2 separate regions of the Sus scrofa genome follow, and region 2 is linked to region 1. The links are chromatin contacts, called in public Hi-C maps. All regions are on one chromosome and are shown on one strand. The core of a region is the stretch at or near the end of the contact, and the rest is flanking DNA. Distances in the headings are between cores, read along the strand shown.

Evidence for each region. A called contact is a pair of places that touch in the nucleus more often than the background predicts.
Region 2: a contact with region 1 is called in a Hi-C map of fetal heart ventricle, with 1.7 times the contacts expected there. The contact joins two enhancer-like sites. A contact is called at or near these places in 2 of 47 Hi-C or Micro-C datasets (fetal heart ventricle and heart right ventricle).

What each region holds. Positions count from the first base shown.
Region 1 is chr13:144,650,897-144,656,333 of Sscrofa11.1, reverse strand. The region is part of intron 3 of LOC106505799 (a long non-coding RNA gene); the gene reads left to right. Among named protein-coding and RNA genes, the nearest start is that of SEM1, 25 kb to the right of the region's middle. Within about 2 kb of position 2,938, at least 4 of the 83 cell types and tissues checked have an H3K27ac peak or open chromatin away from gene starts, as enhancers often do.
Region 2 is chr13:144,716,538-144,721,974 of Sscrofa11.1, reverse strand. It overlaps LOC106505799 (a long non-coding RNA gene), which reads left to right. Exons shown (of 4, transcript XR_002338135.1): 3 at 4,369-4,506. Among named protein-coding and RNA genes, the nearest start is that of SEM1, 90 kb to the right of the region's middle. Within about 2 kb of position 2,229, at least 7 of the 83 cell types and tissues checked have an H3K27ac peak or open chromatin away from gene starts, as enhancers often do.

The DNA of each region.
Region 1 (5,437 bases), core at 1,689-4,188:
CTGACTAAAAAGAACTCATAGTTTAGTGAAGATACAGAGTCGTAAAGTATAATCATAATCAGCTGTGGTCAGTACAAATTCCAGAACATAGGATAGTGTGGATAAACAGAAGAAAACTGGCCCTTTGGGATCCCAGAACAGAGCCTGTTGAATTTGTCTCGTTATCTTCCAATCCAAATATGTCACCAAAAGTGGATGTTAGCCCGGGCAAACTTATATATCGGGTTATTTATCGTAAGGGAGGAAGAATAGAAAATCAATATTTTAAAATATTAATGTATCTGTTTTTGAAAATATGCCAAAAATTAGTGCAGGACGGTTTTTCATTGAATGCTTTGTTGCTCTCTTCGTAAGTTGCTGTAGATTGCTGTGTTCTTCCTCAGATTTAGATATAGGCCTTTTCTCTTTCTTGGCCAATGTCATTGTATAATACAAAAAATACTGGATCACTAGTCAGAAGACCAGGAGTTGGGTTTTGGCTTTGCCACTGACTAGCACAGTGACCTTGGTCAAATTACTTAAACTCAGTCTTTTCTATTAAATGAAGTGATTGAATGAAATGATCTTCAAGTTTCCTTCCAGTTTTGGTAGGATATTTTCTATTTCCCTGTGAATCTCTGATGGTCTCAATCCCAAGGCTGTCTGTGAATGTGCGTGGTTGACAAAATAGTCTCAAAATGTAAGAATTTAGTATGAGGATGTATCACAGGTTGGGTTCTCTGGGAAGCAGGCTCTCTGAGATGGAGATTATCAAGCAGATGGCTTATTGGGAGTGCTCTTGGGATGGATTCAAATGAAAGGGAAAGGAAGGAAGCAGGAATAAGCAGAGGGACAAGTAGAGCTTTGACGCAGTCTCAGTGGAAAACACAGATGGGGTGAGACTTCAGAAACATCCTGAGTTGGAACGAGGGGTAGGCCTTGATACCCTTGTGTTGAGCAGTCATTGGATGCAATCTAGGATGAAGGAGCTCTGTTTAGTCAAAGTAACCCTCAAAGGGGGCTGACAATTGAGGCCTTGCTGCCAGCAGCTCTCTCAGCAGCTAAAAGAATAAGTCCTTCATTCCTGAAGGGGACAGTATATCACAGCATCCTCCCCAGAATGTCTGTGTGCTCTCACTCTTGTGAGCATTGATATAACATATTTGAAAATACCTAACACCATATCCATACTAAATAGATGTTCATTTATCCATGTGGTCTACCCAGACACCTAGCCATTCTTTTATTACTTTTCCCCCCCTTTTCAGAGGTCATAGGACTGAAAGGAGAGAGTCAGCTGGTAATTCCTCTTACTGGCAAGAAAGGATTCTTGTTTAAGGAAGGAGATTGGATCTATTAATTCCCTCCTAATCTGAAGCTGCCTCTTCAGATTAGAAGCTACCTCAGTTCTATGATTCCATACTAATTAACAATAATAACGATTGAGTACTTCTCTGATTTGCAGAGTTTTTGAAATATTTTATTTGATCCTCACAACTAACTTACGTGGCAGGCTAAGCTGGTATTTATCTACTAGTCTCACTGTAGAGTTGAAGAAGCTGAGGGCAAATCTAGTAATTTGTTACAAACCAGGATGAAATGAAGGAGACTCTGAACCTAAATCTGCTGATTTTTGGTCTGGGGTTGTTCCTATGATTCGAGAGTCAGCAGGGCCTTACAGGCTGTGGAGTAGCTGATAAGACCTGGGTTTGGGGCAACCCGTTCTCCTGGAGAGTCTTTTCTCAGCTGAAGCTGAGTTACTGGGCAGCACTAACTTCCAGGGGCAGAGAGCCTAGGGGCCCCTTCTCAGTATTTGAGTTCCCTACATTTCAGCCCCCTGCAGCTCTGAGGCTGTGCAGAGATCTTTACATATATTGTAAGTGGACCCACTAAGCTTGGTAATATTACACACAGAGCAGCGGATATTGTTCCCTGTGACTTAGTGTGGATTTATGGTGAGGAAAACTCCAGGAAGGCAGATGTAATGTATCACTATCCCATAGGCCAGTGCTTCTCAAACCTTCACGGCATTCGAATCACTTGGAAATCTTGTTGAAGTGCAGACTCTGGTTCAGTAGGTTTGGGATGGGACCTGAGAGTCTTCATTTTAAGCACGTGCCCAGATGCTGTTGATGTCACTGGTTCATGGATCATGGTTTCCCCTCTCTCCCAGTCACAAAACCCACAGTCTTTCACAAAAGGAGCCATCAAGATTGGTGCTTGCTTTAAAGGCTAATTGGAGCCAGTGATCTGAAAGAAACAGGTCATAATTTTATTGTAATTATGGTTTCTGGCCTTTTCCTTACCTCCACTCTTTTCTAAGGAAAAAATGGAAGAAAAGAGGGTGGCAGAGAAGGGAGGAAGAGAAGAAAAGAAGAGGAAAGAAAAAAGAAAACCAAATTGGCAATGTAGCAGGTGGTCAGAACCAACCATGCTATAGATTTATGTGATGCTAGTAACAGGTGCCACTGGAGCCTCTTCTTATTTAGCAGTGTCAGCATTATCCATTTTGTGAAAGAGAAGAGGAAACCATATGGATAAAATCTGCAGACACCAGAGAGAAAGATGCTGTGGACAAGCATCTTTTCTTCTGGTAAGTAAGGGGAGTCCTTGGGATTAGAAGCCAGAGGAAAGCCCTATGATCTTGTTAAACCAGCTCCATTTAAGAGGCTGTGGCTAGGTATTTATGCAACAGAGCACCCCTTGCTGCAGTCCCTGGGGTGTTGATTTATTCCTTGATGGTGTCTCTACTGTGAATATGGCTTCATTTCCAGGCTTCTCAGGCTGATGGAGGGGGTGGATGGAATCAAATGCTTTTGAAGTGATTTTCTTTGCTAAGACATTCAAATTGCTTTTTCCTAAGGGGGATGAAATATTTTCTGAGTTTGCACTGTATAGCTTCTCAAGGCATTAGAGGGAGGGAGCAGGGGATGGAGGCTGGAAACAGCCTTAGTCAGGAATGCTCTCAGGAGTAATAACAGACAGGGTCAGGGGAGGGGATCATTTTTTCTATAAGGCAAGCTCTCTAAAAGCAAGAAGAAATATGAAAATTGGGGCCTGCTCACCAGGGAAAAACTGTCAATGCAGTGGCAGAATATACGTGTGAAAGGAATATTTAAAATAAGGTTGGTCAAAGCTCCATGAGGCATTCTGTGCAAAACTGTGTCTCTGCCAGTCACCTACTGTCTTCCTGCCTCTCCATCCTGGTCTCAGAGTGGGGGTGTTGGCCAGGCCAGGGTTGGTGTTGACAGCCGTCTGTGTTCTCAGATTGTGTGTGTGGTGGGGGAAGGGTGACAGCCGAGGCTTTCCAGGAGCTTGTGTCTCTGGAGAATTGGGGTGGAGCTGAGTTCAGGCCTTGGCGCCAGCCTTCCAGAGGGAAATCAGAAGCATGGTAATTAGGCCTCTCCCGCCGCAGGCAAGTGGAGAAGTTTTCTTTCCCTGACCACTAGCCTGCGGAGATGAAAACCAGGAGGAAACAGCAGGATTTGCCTGCCACCCTAGCTCAGGATTCCTGAGACCACTGGTGAGAAGGTGGTGCTGCTCCAGAGCATCTGTCACAAATGCCACTCACTGTTGACTGGAGCATCCTGGTCTCTTTTTCATAGAACTTTTTTTTTTACCCACTTGTTTGAATGATTTGTCACCAAGAAATCACATTCTATTCTTGAACATAGAAAACCATGGCTTTCTGAGAAAAATGGCACAGTGAGAGGCAGGGAGATAGAATAGGAAAGTATAATTTTACTTAAAGGAAATCTTCATGGAACTGGAAATAATTTAAAACTTAAAATAGCCTATATTATAGAAATTGCCATTTTCTAATTGATTTGTATGAGTTATTCTATTGAGTTCCAAAAGAGGACTGAGGTGGGCATTGTGACGGCCATTTCATGAATGAGGAGGCTGAGCCTCTGAGAGGCTGTGCTTTGTCCAAGGTCACACAATTAGTAAGTGGCAGATCTGGGACTCACTAAAATGTGCTCTACTGCCTTCCACTACCTTATGACAGCTGTCCAAAAATGAACTGTTCCATGTCATCTCCACAAGGCAACCCTGCCTGCCTTAGGGATCCATTTTACTACTGTGTGTAGAAAAATAGATCATCCCTCCCCCAATCCCATTTTGTAATTTTTTAAAAGATCAGAATTTTCTGAGTGGAATATAAGGGGAACAGGTTTCCATGACTGTCCTACCCACTATGATTTTAGGGGAAACACAGGGTATCTGTTATGCACCTGTGTTGTAAAGATGGTCCCACATACCAGCTTTCACTATATTTTGGTATGAAGCAAATTAGAGGAAGTAGAGTGGGCTAATATTAGTGTGGGCTTTAAAGTCAGATTTCCGTGCACAGACCAGCCTTATCACTGATTAACCTTTCTAGGCCTCAATTTTCTTATATGTAAGAAGGAATAGTAATACCTCTCTTAGAGGGACTCTGTGATGATGAGAGTAAGGAATGTATGTGAAATGGTCATTAGGGTTCATGGTCTCAGAATGTCAGTGACTGTTATTTTTAGGTGCATAGACTGTACAGTAGGACCCTTAAAAAGAGGTTTGACTTTGAAAGACTTATATGAATTCAAAGTGATTTAAATCTGTTTCAATTAAAGGGCCTTTATTTTCAGTTCTGCGATTCTATGGGTCTAGGAAATAGACCATTCTATGGGTCTAGGAAATACAAAGATCCATGCATCTTTGTATTCCTCACAGTTACCAAGCACAATATCTTACATGGAAAAGGTGCTCATTAATTCCAAAAGACTGGGGGTGATATGGGGAGGACTGTATATGGGGAGGGGAGATAGATGCAAAGTATGGGGAGAAGGGACGTGTGGGGATGTGCGCTTTGACCACAACCCAACATATTTAGACTCCTTTTTATAGCTTTGCCCTTGTGGCACACCATTCTTCTTTCTCCTATACCTTTTCCAGAGTACAATGTCAACAGAGAATTTTTTTTTTTTGGCTACAGTCACAGCATGCAGAAGTTCACAGGCCAGGAATTGAACTTACACCAGATCAGTGACAACTTAACCCACTGAGCCACCAGGGAACTCCCAGCAGAGACACTCTTAATGATTGTTGTCTTGGGTATAATAAACTCTGCTTTACTAGAGATGAAAGAATTTTTGTACATAATAAAAGAGAAAAACAGTTACCTAAATAGACAGAACTTCTGACAGCTTTGGAGATTACAGACAAACTGTTTCTAAATAAACCATCCTGCTCTTCTTAGCCCACACCTTTCTCTTCCTGATTATTTCCCAAGTCTGCCTTCTTACACATCTCATCCTACTCATAGATCAAGCTGTGCTTTCCTGAATTCCTAGCCATGGCTATGGTCACAAAGAACTCTACCATAAGCTTAACAGGCTTGACCCTCATCTTCAATGGAAGTCTATCTTCCAAGAGACTCTTCAACCCTCTATGAATTGCCTCTTGAGATCCCCATTTC
Region 2 (5,437 bases), core at 980-3,479, 66 kb before region 1:
TGATCCCACTGTAGGCTTTAAACATTTGTGGATTTGACATTTGTGATTTTAACCTCTCTAAAGTCACCCAAATATCCATGATTCATTGAAAGTTGTGATTTTATTGAAGCCAAAATTAGAATCACTCATCTTGAAAGCCTGGTCAGCAAAAGCAAACCATGTAACTTCTGAGTGAGCCCAGCTCAGCTTCCACTTGTCATGTGGTACTGATGTACTCCTGTTCTATGCAGTAACTCTCCTGAGGGGCTACCTAAAAGGGAACATCTATTGTAGTATTCATTTTGACCATCAACACAGGTTCTCTGTGCACTTCAGGATCTATGGTCTACCTTTTTCACTGAGATGCAATCTTATCTCTGCTTCCATAATAAGTGCTCTAATAAAATATTATTCTATGGCCCAAAGGGTTTGAACACTTGAAAAACAAAGTTCTGAATACAATTGTAAATAATTCTATGAGGAGTTCCCGTCGTGGCGCAGTGGTTAACGAATCCGACTAGGAACCATGAGGTTGCGGGTTCGGTCCCTGACCTTGCTCAGTGGGTTAACGATCCGGCGTTGCCGTGAGCTGTGGTGTAGGTTGCAGACGCGGCTCGGATCCCGCGTTGCTGTGGCTCTGGCGTAGGCCGGTGGCTACAGCTCCGATTCGACCCCTAGCCTGGGAACCTCCATATGCCGCAGGAGCGGCCCAAGAAATAGCAACAACAACAACAAAAAAAAGACAAAAAAAAAAAAAAAAAAAAAAAAATTCTATGAGAGGGAAAAGAAAGGATCTAGTTAGAAACTAAGTGGCTGCACAAAGAACACCTACTAGCTAAGCTTTTTTAATGGACCCACACTCAGGATGGCAAAATGAGCATCAATAATGAATCTAAAAAGGGGTGTCAGATACCTGGATAAACAGTTGAGGAAAGTAAAAATCCAGCAAGAGCTCACTTTGGAGAAAAAAAAAAGACAACTAAGAATAATAAAAGATATTGGATTGAAAGAAGAATAAAAACTAAGGCAAGGCCTGCTGCTGCAGAAAGATAAATGTGACACTGTGAGATAATGGAGAGGTAGAGAAAAGGCAGAACTTCCTGACTCAGATCTTGTGATCATCATTTTTTGGTAACAGAGGTATCCAACAATGGAGTGGGTTGCCTAGCAAAGTTGTAATTGTTTTAGACACTGAAAAGATTCAAGCAATGTTTGGTAAAATCACTGGTCAGAGTGTGAAGCCATCAGATTCCTCCTCCTGGAGGTCCTCTGCCTAGGTAGACATACAACACGAGTCCTACAAAAAAGCCCTGAACCCTTCTCCTGCACCAAGGAAGTACTGCTAGGATGGACCCTACTCTCTTGGTCTGTCACTTGCTATTTTGTTTCCACTTCTTTTCCCAGCTCCTTTGGATAAGTGCTTTATTTAATTGGCTCTTAGTTTTGATTCCACCAGGGGATGTGATATTTCAAAGTCTCTTAGGCATAATTTACCCATCTGGAGTTCAGCCCAGTCTCCTGACCCTTTCCTGCAGCTTGAAACTGCTAGTCTAGGAGAAAAATTAGAGAATATGTTATCATAAATCTGGTGGCCAAATGAAGGAATCTCATTTTTTTCCCTTCATTTTTAAGGGCTATTTTTCTTTTTTGTTTGATGAGATTCCACTGTGAGTAGGATATTAAGCTTAAATTGCCTTTGTAGATCAGTTTACATATTTGCAAGATGATTGTATGATTTTATAGCATTTGGAGAAACAGATAAATTTTCATAGTAAGGGCTAGGGAGAGAAGAAGGTGACTATTAAAATTGCAAAAAGAGGGGGAAAGAGTTATTTTTCTGTTACCCTTTCTCTTTCTACTGGAGTTAAGTTTCTTCCTGTCTATAAGAAGTCATGCTGCTCTGCTTGACTTCAAAGGCCAGAGAAGACTCTTAAATCTGACCATAGCAGAATGCTATAGCTGCATTCAGGAGTCCTTATGGTGCTGCTGTTACATTCCTCTTTGACTTTATAGGCTGAACTGGAGTGCAGAGTGGAAACTGGCCCCTTAGCTAAATATAGCTACAGATAGTGCTTGCCCAGTTCTTGGCTGTCCTAATAGGGATTGTAATCACAAGAGTATAATTAATGTGCCTCTCTTTCCAGGTGACAGAAGTTACCTTTAAAGAATTGGCTAAACATGTTCCTTCTGCAAGTTCCAATTCCCCCATCAGATGATTATGAAATTCATTAAAAATATTGGAATGATCATAATAGGTTACTTGTTATATGTGTGCTTTCAAGATACAGAGTAATATTGCTGAAGTTGCACAGTGGGGAGGAGGGATGGCAAAAGAGAGAAAAGAGTGGAAAATACAGAGAAAAGTTCTTTCTTGTCCTAGAAAAAAAATGGAAAATATTTCTAGGGCATGGTGTTCCATAGAACGTGCTGAACAGACAGTCTTGTGAAGCCCAGAGGCAAACTGGAGTTTTGCCCCCTGGGATGCCATTGTGGATAACCTCCCCCCCCCTTCTCTCTCACTGGTATTATCCTTATCTCCTGTTTTTGAATCTCTGCTAATGTATACATCTTGATCTGTGATTGTTTCTATTTCTCTTCCCTTCTGTATCCTAAAATTTAACTTCTGTGCTTCAGTTCATCTTTCTTTCATTTATTTACATTTTGAGACCACTTCCTCTGCCTTGCCTGTGTGTGTGGCCACCCCCACCTGTCCTCAGGCATTGACTCATGGTGTTGACATCCTTTCCCACACACCTATGCCCACACACTTCCTGTACTTTGTGGCTTCACTTGTTCTTTTGTTGGTGTCCTCCTTTGCCAGCACTGACTCAGTGGGGCTTGCTCTGCAATTCTGTGTTGGTATCTGTTTGGATCAATGTCATTTTAGTCTGACATGCAATAAAGCATTACTCAAAGTTATTCCTACCAAACAGAAAGCATGAAAAATGGTCTGGGGAAAGCGAGGCAATGCTATCTGACTCTAAGCTCATTAACATGACTCCTGACCTTCACTGTTCTTTTTTTTTTTTTTTTTTTTTTTTTTTTTTTACTCAATGAATTTATTACATTTATAGTTGAATAATGATCATCACAATCCAATTTTATAGGATTTCCATCCCACAACCCAAACTTATCCCCCCACCCCCTGAACTGTCTCCTTTGGAAACCTTAAGTTTTTCAAAGTCTGTAAGTATCTGTTCTGCAAAGAAGTTCATTGTGTCCTTTTTTCAGATTCCATGTCAGTGAAAGCATTTGATGTTGGTGTCGCATTGTATGACTGACTTCACTTAGCATGATAATTTCTAGGTCCATCCATGACTTCAGACTATATACTACAAAGCAACAATCATCAAAACTGTATGGTACTGGCACAAAAACAGAAATAGAGATCAGTGGAATAGGATAGAAAGCCCAGAATTAAACCCATGCACCTACAGCCAACTAATCTATGACAAAGGAGGCAAGAATATACAATGGATAAAAGACAGACTGTTTAATAAGTGGTGCTTGGAAAACTGGACAGCCACATGTAAAGGAATGAAATTAGAACACTCTCTAACACCATACACAAAAATAAACTCAATGGATTAATGACCCTCAATGTTCTTAATGAGCCCTTAGCACATATAAATGTTTTTCAATGAACTCTGGGTCTTTCCCCACATTAAATGATTCAGTTCAGAAATTTTTAGTTTTTGTTTACTGTTTGGTATTGTTTGTAAAAATATCTACTGTCTTAAAATTTAATTTTATTTGTTTATTCATTTACTTTTTTAAAAAAGACTTTATTTTTTCAGTACCAGTTTTAGATTCACAGCAAAATTAGGAGAAAGGTCCTGAGATTTCCCATAAACTCCCTGCTCCCACACATTTATAACTTCTCCCATTATCAACACTTCCCGTCAGGTATCTAACTTTCAAATCTTCTCTTTGTATGATTTTTTTCCAATGTGTTATGACATTTCTCTTCAAACCTAAAACCTTTCCCAGGAGTTTTCGTTGTGGCGTAGCAGAAACGAATCTGACTAGTATCCACGAGGATGTGCATTCAATCCGTGCCTTCACTCAGTGGGTCAGGGATCGGGCATTGCCGTGAGCTCTGGTGTATGTTGCAGAAGCAGCTTGGATCCCTTGTTGCTGTGACTGTGGCAAAAGCCAGCAGCTGATTTGATACCTACCCTGGGAACTTCCATATGCTGTGGGTGTGGCCCTAAAAACAAAAACAAAAACAAAAAACCTTCCCCAGGAAGAGTTAGTTCCCTTGGATTCTATTCTATCGTAGCAATTCTATCTATATTTCCACTGTAGCACTTCTCATGCTGAATTATATTTATATGTTTACATGCATCACTTGCTCTTGAGGATAAAATTTTATTTATTTTCTTTCAGCCAATGCCAAGAAGATTATATAGCAACTAAAGTCCTAACCTCTTTCTAAACGTGTGGTGAAATATGGTCATGCCTGTTTGTTCTCAGAAAGCTCCTAAATTAACAAAAATAGAAGACTCTTAGGCTCTCCAATGCAAGGTAAGATATAGAGTTGCATATTCTGAAGTGGAGGTTCAGAAATAGAGGGATCACATAAACAAGAACGTAAAGTACCTGGAACCCTTACGGTGATTCTGTATACTGCTGCTTTGCAAAGGAGCATAATTTTGCTCTATACGGAAGCAAAGTTATACCTGGACACTTTCATAGCCACTCCTACAGGGGTTAGAAAAAATCTTAGGAAACTCCTTTTCAGGCACTCTAATTTGGCTAGTTCCTTTTCCCATGCTGACTGCCTGCCTGCACCACTACCCTAAATACCTGACCTCCAAGAAATAGAAGGCAGTCCAGAGATCTTTGGTCATTCTGATGTAACTCTTTGTTTCTGTGGTCCTATCATTTTGATGTTTGAGAAAGTTTGAACATAGAATTAGCTGGTGTACATGAGTTTTTTCCTCAAGCCTCAAATCTAGTCCTTATCTTTTTAGACTATGACTAAGAATTTAATGAATAAATTTGCCATTAAAAATCATAGCTTGATATTTTGATTTCTGTCCTATTCATAGGTTCTGCCCACACTCAAGGAGAGAGGATTATAAAGGAAGTGTACACTAGGGGCTGGAAATCCTTTCTCGTCAAATTTTTAGGTTTTTTTTTCCTACAAAATTAATGTGTGTGTGTGTGTATATTATATACACACACACACACACACACACACACATATATATATGGGTTTTTTGGTTTGTTTTTTGTTTTTCTTTTTTTTTTTTTTTTTTTTTTGCTTTTTAGGGCCACACCCACAGCATATGGAGGTTCCCAGGCTAGGGGTCCAATTTGAGCTACAGCTGCCAGCCTATGCCACAGCAATGAAAGTTAATATTTTTATATATATCCCTCATCAACCAATAAAGACTTCCTGATTTGTATTTGATGCTATACAATTATAAAAAATATGATTCCTTCACTGAAA